Linked DNA regions of Canis lupus: region 1 is linked to region 2. Evidence: chromatin contacts called from public Hi-C data. All regions are on one chromosome and are shown on one strand. Each heading gives the region's core, a stretch centred on a gene start, on an enhancer-like site or on the middle of the called end of the contact. The rest is flanking DNA. Distances are from core to core; before and after follow the strand shown. Region 1 holds the start of PCBD2 (pterin-4-alpha-carbinolamine dehydratase 2). Region 2 holds the start of CAMLG (calcium signal-modulating cyclophilin ligand).

The links. Hi-C and Micro-C count contacts between places; a contact is called where the count stands out from the background.
Region 1: a contact with region 2 is called in a Hi-C map of blood, with 5 times the contacts expected there. The contact joins the promoter of PCBD2 here to the promoter of CAMLG in region 2. A contact is called at or near these places in 2 of 9 Hi-C or Micro-C datasets (both in blood).

What each region holds. Positions count from the first base shown.
Region 1 is chr11:22,974,631-22,977,386 of UU_Cfam_GSD_1.0, forward strand. PCBD2 (pterin-4-alpha-carbinolamine dehydratase 2) reads left to right here and starts at 1,382. Exons shown (of 4, transcript XM_038552203.1): 1 at 1,382-1,480. The coding sequence starts at 1,406.
Region 2 is chr11:22,831,060-22,833,896 of UU_Cfam_GSD_1.0, forward strand. It overlaps CAMLG (calcium signal-modulating cyclophilin ligand), which reads left to right and starts at 1,414. Exons shown (of 4, transcript XM_038552197.1): 1 at 1,414-1,729. The coding sequence starts at 1,558.

The DNA.
Region 1 (2,756 bases), core at 132-2,631, 140 kb after region 2:
TACCTCACACCCACCAGTTCATTTTGCAGTTCTCACTTCAATAAGCAAGTTTGCAGAGTATTCTTCATAACTGTATACACCTAATTAAGTACTGGAAATGAAACTTTTAATCCTGTCTCCAGTCTCTGCCCACTTGAGGCACCAAAGGAAACTAGAATGTCTTAGATGAATGCTTTGAGATCAGTGACATCCGATCAGGGTCTGCAGAGATTCCTCCATTAAGTTTTTGTGAAGTGGGCAAAGGTAAGAATATGGATTGAGCCATAAGTCTGAATTTTAGGATATTTTAAGGCAAAAACGCTTATCCCCCAATCGATATGTGAAAAAAATTAACTGCTAGCACCTGCTAAGTTGAACTTAAATGGGCACGCATAGAAAAAATTCTCTAGTATATGGCTAAATGTTAGGCAAAATGGATTATATTATAGAACCCTGGGTGGCTCAGCGCATGACCCCAGGGCCCTGGCGTTGAATGCCACATTGGGCTTCCTGCAGGAGCCTGCTTCTCCCTCTGCCTGGGTCTCTGCTTCTCTCTGTGTTTCTCATGAATAAATAAATAATCTTTTTAAAAATTTGGCTGTATTATTAATTTGCTTAAACTAGTAAAAGATCCAAGTGAATACACTAAAAGGCCGTAAACTGTACACTTCAAAGGGTGAATTTTATGGTATGTGGCGTCCCATCGCAAAAAAAGGCAAGAAAAAAAGGAGTAAGAATAAAATATTAGTGAATACATAAAAGACCCCCCCCTCCCCTTTTCCAGAAAGAGACACACTTCCGTAAATAACCCGCGTACGTTCCTCTGCGGAGCGCGCCCCGGGCGCTTCTCTTCGCGGGGCACGGAGGGCCAGGCTCCCAGACTCCCCGGCGGGCACGGCGGAGCTCGCCCCGGGCCGGTCCACGGTGGCTCTGGCCCTCCGCGGGCGGGGACACGGGCCGACCCGCGCCCGGCGCCCACCGCCTCGCGCCCCGGCCCGCGGAGTCCTTGCGCCCACCGTCGGCGAACGTGGGTCAGGCCCCAGCGCCCCGCAGCCAGCGGCGCCAGCCCGCCGGCCCCGCTCCCGGCCCCGCTCCCGGCCCCGCTCCCGGCCCCGCTCCCGCCCCGCTCCCCGCCCCGCTCCCCGGCCCCGCTCCCGCCCCGCTCCCGGCCCCGCTCCCCGCCCGGGCTGGAGGGGGCCTGCGGGGCCTGCGGGGTCGCCCGCCTGCCGCCCTGCCGCCTGCCGCCCCCTGCCGCCCGCGCGGTCGGCGGCCCTGAGGCGCCCGGGCCCTTCCGGGGCGGGCCGCGCGGGCGCTCGCAGGACGGCGCGGCTGGAGGCCGTTCGCACGGCCCCGCGGCTCCCGGCCCCCCGGTGGGCCCCGCGGGCGGCAGGCAGGCAGCGCGGCGGGCAGCCCTCGGCCGGCGGCCATGGCGGCGGCGCGGGGGACGTCGCGGCTCGTGGTGGCGACTCTGCGGGGCCGGGGCGCGAGCTTGTCGGCCGGGGTGAGAGCCGGGGGGAAGGAGAGCGCGGCGGGAGGAGAGCGAGGGGCCCCGCGGCGGGGCGGGGGCGGGCGCGGGGGCGGGCGGGCGCGGGGCCCCTGCCGGACCTCCGGGCTGGCGTGTCCCGTCGCGGTCTACGGAGCTGCCCGCCAGAACAAAACCGAGGACGATTTTGGCTTAAAAAAAAGAAAGAAAGACGAGCACGAATAGTAGCGGTAAAGCTGTCTTTAGCGAGCCCGGGCGCTGCGCTCGCTGGTGCGCCGGCTGAGAGCGGGGCCCGGCTCCACGCCGCTCGGCGCGGGGTCAGCGCGCTGCTGTGGATGTGCTGCTTTAGGAGGAATTATTAGGGACACTTACCTATTTTACAGGGGACAGATCTGTTCTCTCCTCTTCCGCAGAGCGTCCCGTCACTTTACCGGCCGTGGAAATTAATGTATGGAGATAAATGAACCTGAGGGAAAGTTTGGACACGCAGCACCACCTAGTGGGGAAATGTTGCATTAAACTTCCCATTTCATCCTCCGTCGCTTGCTAGAGCCCCCTGGGCAGTTGGAAAGTGTTTAACAGGGATTCATTTAAGGTAGCTTGACGACGGGGGCACCTGGGCGGCTCAGCGTCTGCCTCTGGCCCAGGTCGTGATCCCGGGGTCCTGGGATAGAGTCCCGCGTCAGGTTCCCCCAGGGAGCCTGCTTCTCCCTCTGCCTCTCTCTGGCTCTCTCATGAATAAATAAATAAAATCTAAAAAAAAAAATATATATATATTTTAATGATGATGATGGACTCTGTTTCGTGGCCAGTAAGGTGAGAGCACGAGTTGAGTGCTTACTGACACCTAAACGTGTCCCAAAGCATACCTCTACCCAAGGTGCTGATAATCCAGTAAAATTACGGGGTTCAGAGGAATGAATAAACGACATGATTTGAGTGGCTGCACCAAGCCATGGTGGCTCTATGCTAGGTGTCTACATTCAAGATCTCTTTAACCCTTTCAAAAAAGTTTGACAGGTAGTTGTTGTGATACCCCCACCATAGACATAGACAGAGACATGAGGATACTGGTATTGAGAGAAGCTAAGTGATTTGTTCAGTGTCACCGCACCTGAAAGTGACAAAGCTAGGCCTTGAATCAAGTTCATTCTCTCCAGACTCTATGCTCTTCCCTATCCCTGTCCCCATCTCCTGCAGAAAAAAAATTAAGCCCATCATAAAGGGTTCTGCAGAAGGTGTATCTGCAAGGGGACCATTTGTGCTAGGTAGGTGAAGTGGCTCCATTTCACAG
Region 2 (2,837 bases), core at 164-2,663:
TTTATTATTATATATTAATTGTCATTACACCTTTCTTCTGACTTTAATAAAACACACTTTCTCGGGTCCCTCCCGCTACCGTGGTCCTCAACGCTGCCTTGAATAACTTGGCCCTGCTGAGTGCTCATGCTATTCCAGGAGTTGCAGTTCCCAACAAAATGCAATGCTTGTGCCTTTCGGCCGGAACCTCCATCTTCCAGTAATTTGCCAAAATGACCAACACAAAGGGAAAGAGGAGAGGTACCCGCTATATGTTCTCTAGGCCTTTTAGAAAACATAGAGTTGTTCCTTTGGCCACATAACATGCGAATCTATAAGAAAGGGGATATTGTGGACATCAAGGGAATGGGCACTGTTCAAAAAGGAATGCCCCACAAATGTTACCATGGCAAAACTGGAAGGGTCTACAGTGTTACTCAGCATGCTGTTGGCATTGTTGTAAACAAACAAGTTAAGGGCAAGATTCTTGCCAAGAGAATTAATGTCCGCATTGAGCATATTAAACACTCAAAGAGCCGAGGTAGCTTCCTGAAGCGTGTGAAGGAAAATGATCAGAAAAAGAAGGAAGCCAAAGAGAAAGGTACTTGGGTCCTACTGAAGCGCCAGCCTGCCCCACCCAGAGAAGCACACTTTGTGAGAACCAATGGAAAGGAGCCTGAACTGCTGGAACCCATTCCCTATGAATTCATGGCATGATAACTGTAAAGAAAATAAAAGACCTCAGGATTGTAAAAAATAAAAATAAAAAAAAATGCTTGTCTTCATGGAGCCTACATTCTATCTAATGAGAAACATTCAAAATAAGTACATTTAGCATGCAAGTCAGTTGTAACTGTTAAGAAAAATAAGGCAGGTAAGGGGAATATGGAGTCTTGAGAAGGGTGGCAATTTAAACAGAATGGACAGGGAAATCTCCACTGGGACAACCCTGAACAAAGACGTGAAGAAGGCCAGAAACACGTAAGATAAATATTTGGGAGAAGAGCGACTGAGGAGAAAGAATAAACCTGCGCCAAGAACACATCCTAAACGCAACTCTCTCTAAAGCGTCGCTCCCTACTGACGTATTTCCGTCGTTTAGAAGCGAGGTCGCAGACGGTCACTAGAAACAAGTGCCTGGCGCAATAGCCTCCATTTTGCTTTTGGGCACCAGCCGTTGGTGGGTTGGGGCCTTGCCCTCCTTCCTTTCCTTCTTTTCAGCCTGGGGGCTAATTTTCTTCACTTTCGAGGTAACAGTAGAGAAGCCCGGTGGCCTGGGAGAGTGGCCACGAGGGCTAGCCCAGGGAGGAGGACCTCCCCCAACGCTTCGTACCTCCCCCACGCTTCGCCCCCCGCCCGACTGCCCTCATTCAAGATGGCGGCGCAAGCCTCGCGCTTTGTCCGGTCGGATGGCACGCATGCCTAGCACGCCTGTCTGGCTTGGCGCTCGGGGGCGGGTCTACGGCGGGGTGGGGGGGCGGTGGTGCGCTCGTACCCTGCGGCCTGGCCTGAAGTCATCTGCGGCTCGGCTGCCGCTGCCAGCAACACCTTCAGCGTTCCCTGGTGTTGGTGGGGAAGATGGAGCCGTTGACTGTCGCGTCTGACAGCGGCGACCGGCCGGGAGCTCCAGCGACCTCTGGCCTGTCGGCTTCCCAGCGTCGTGCGGAGCTGCGGCGGAGGAAGCTGCTCATGAACTCGGAGCAGCGCATCAACCGCATCATGGGCTTTCACAGGCCCGGGAGTGGCGCGGGTGAGAGCCTCCCGTCTCCCCTTACTCTCCCGCCCGCCGCTTTGAGTCTCCAGGGCCATTCCTGCTCTCTTTCCCTCCAGCGCCCCGCTGGCCTTTTTGACAGAGCCTTGCTCTCTGACCTTCCCTCTGTCCCGGACTTTTTTTTTTTTTTTTAAGATTTTATTTATTCATGAGAATCCCAGAGAGAAAGGCAGAGACCGATGCAGAGGGAGAAGCAGGCTCCTTGGGATCACGCCCTGAGCCACCCAGGTGCCCGTCTGTCCCCTCTTTTTAGGTGATGTCCCAAGTTCTCACTTATCACCCCCCCCCCCCCCCCCCCCCCACACACACACACGTTTCCCCCGTTTTGTGCGGGCTTCGCTCTGCTTGTCCCCATCTCCGCCCCAGGCTGCGAAGCCTTGGCGCCTCCGCCTTGGCGCCTTCTGGCCCGTTATGCCAGACACCCCCAGCTTCATTCCCCACGCTCTCCCTTCTGTCCCCGGTTGCACCGCTCTGCCTGTTATGTCCCTCGGTAAAATTGCTCTTCGGTTCTTTCCCTTCGAAATGCTTTTCCTTCCAGTGCCTTTGCCATAGCGTCTGTCTACCTTCTTTTGCCTTTCGCTGTTGCTCTGTCCGCCCCCCGGAGCCTGTGTTTATTTACCTGCTCCCCCAGTCCTTCCTACGTGGTCATCTATCCTGGTGCCTGTGTCCAGTGCTCTCAACACTGTCCTCTTCAGGCTTTCTAAACAGATAAAACTGAGTGACCATTCTTTACCCCAACAAGTGGGACGTGCCCCACCCCCACCCCCACCCCCAGGTCTTTTCTCCCAATTTGCTGAGATTGATGTGATTGAAGTCAGGAACCGCGTTTAACCCGAAAGAGAGTTCCTCATTTCTCCCCCAGTGCGTGTACAATTCAATGAATATTCATGTGAATATTTATTGAACATGTAGTATGTGCTAGTGTTCTCTTAAGTTTCCATGGAGCTTCTTTAGTAATTGACCTTTACTCAGTATTTGCAAGCTACTGAACGCTTTGTGATTTCTGTGGGCTTCTGATAGTCAGTCCTGAACACTTAGATAGTTTGCAGGTTCACAGCCAAAACTACCAGGGAAGGTAAGGAGCACT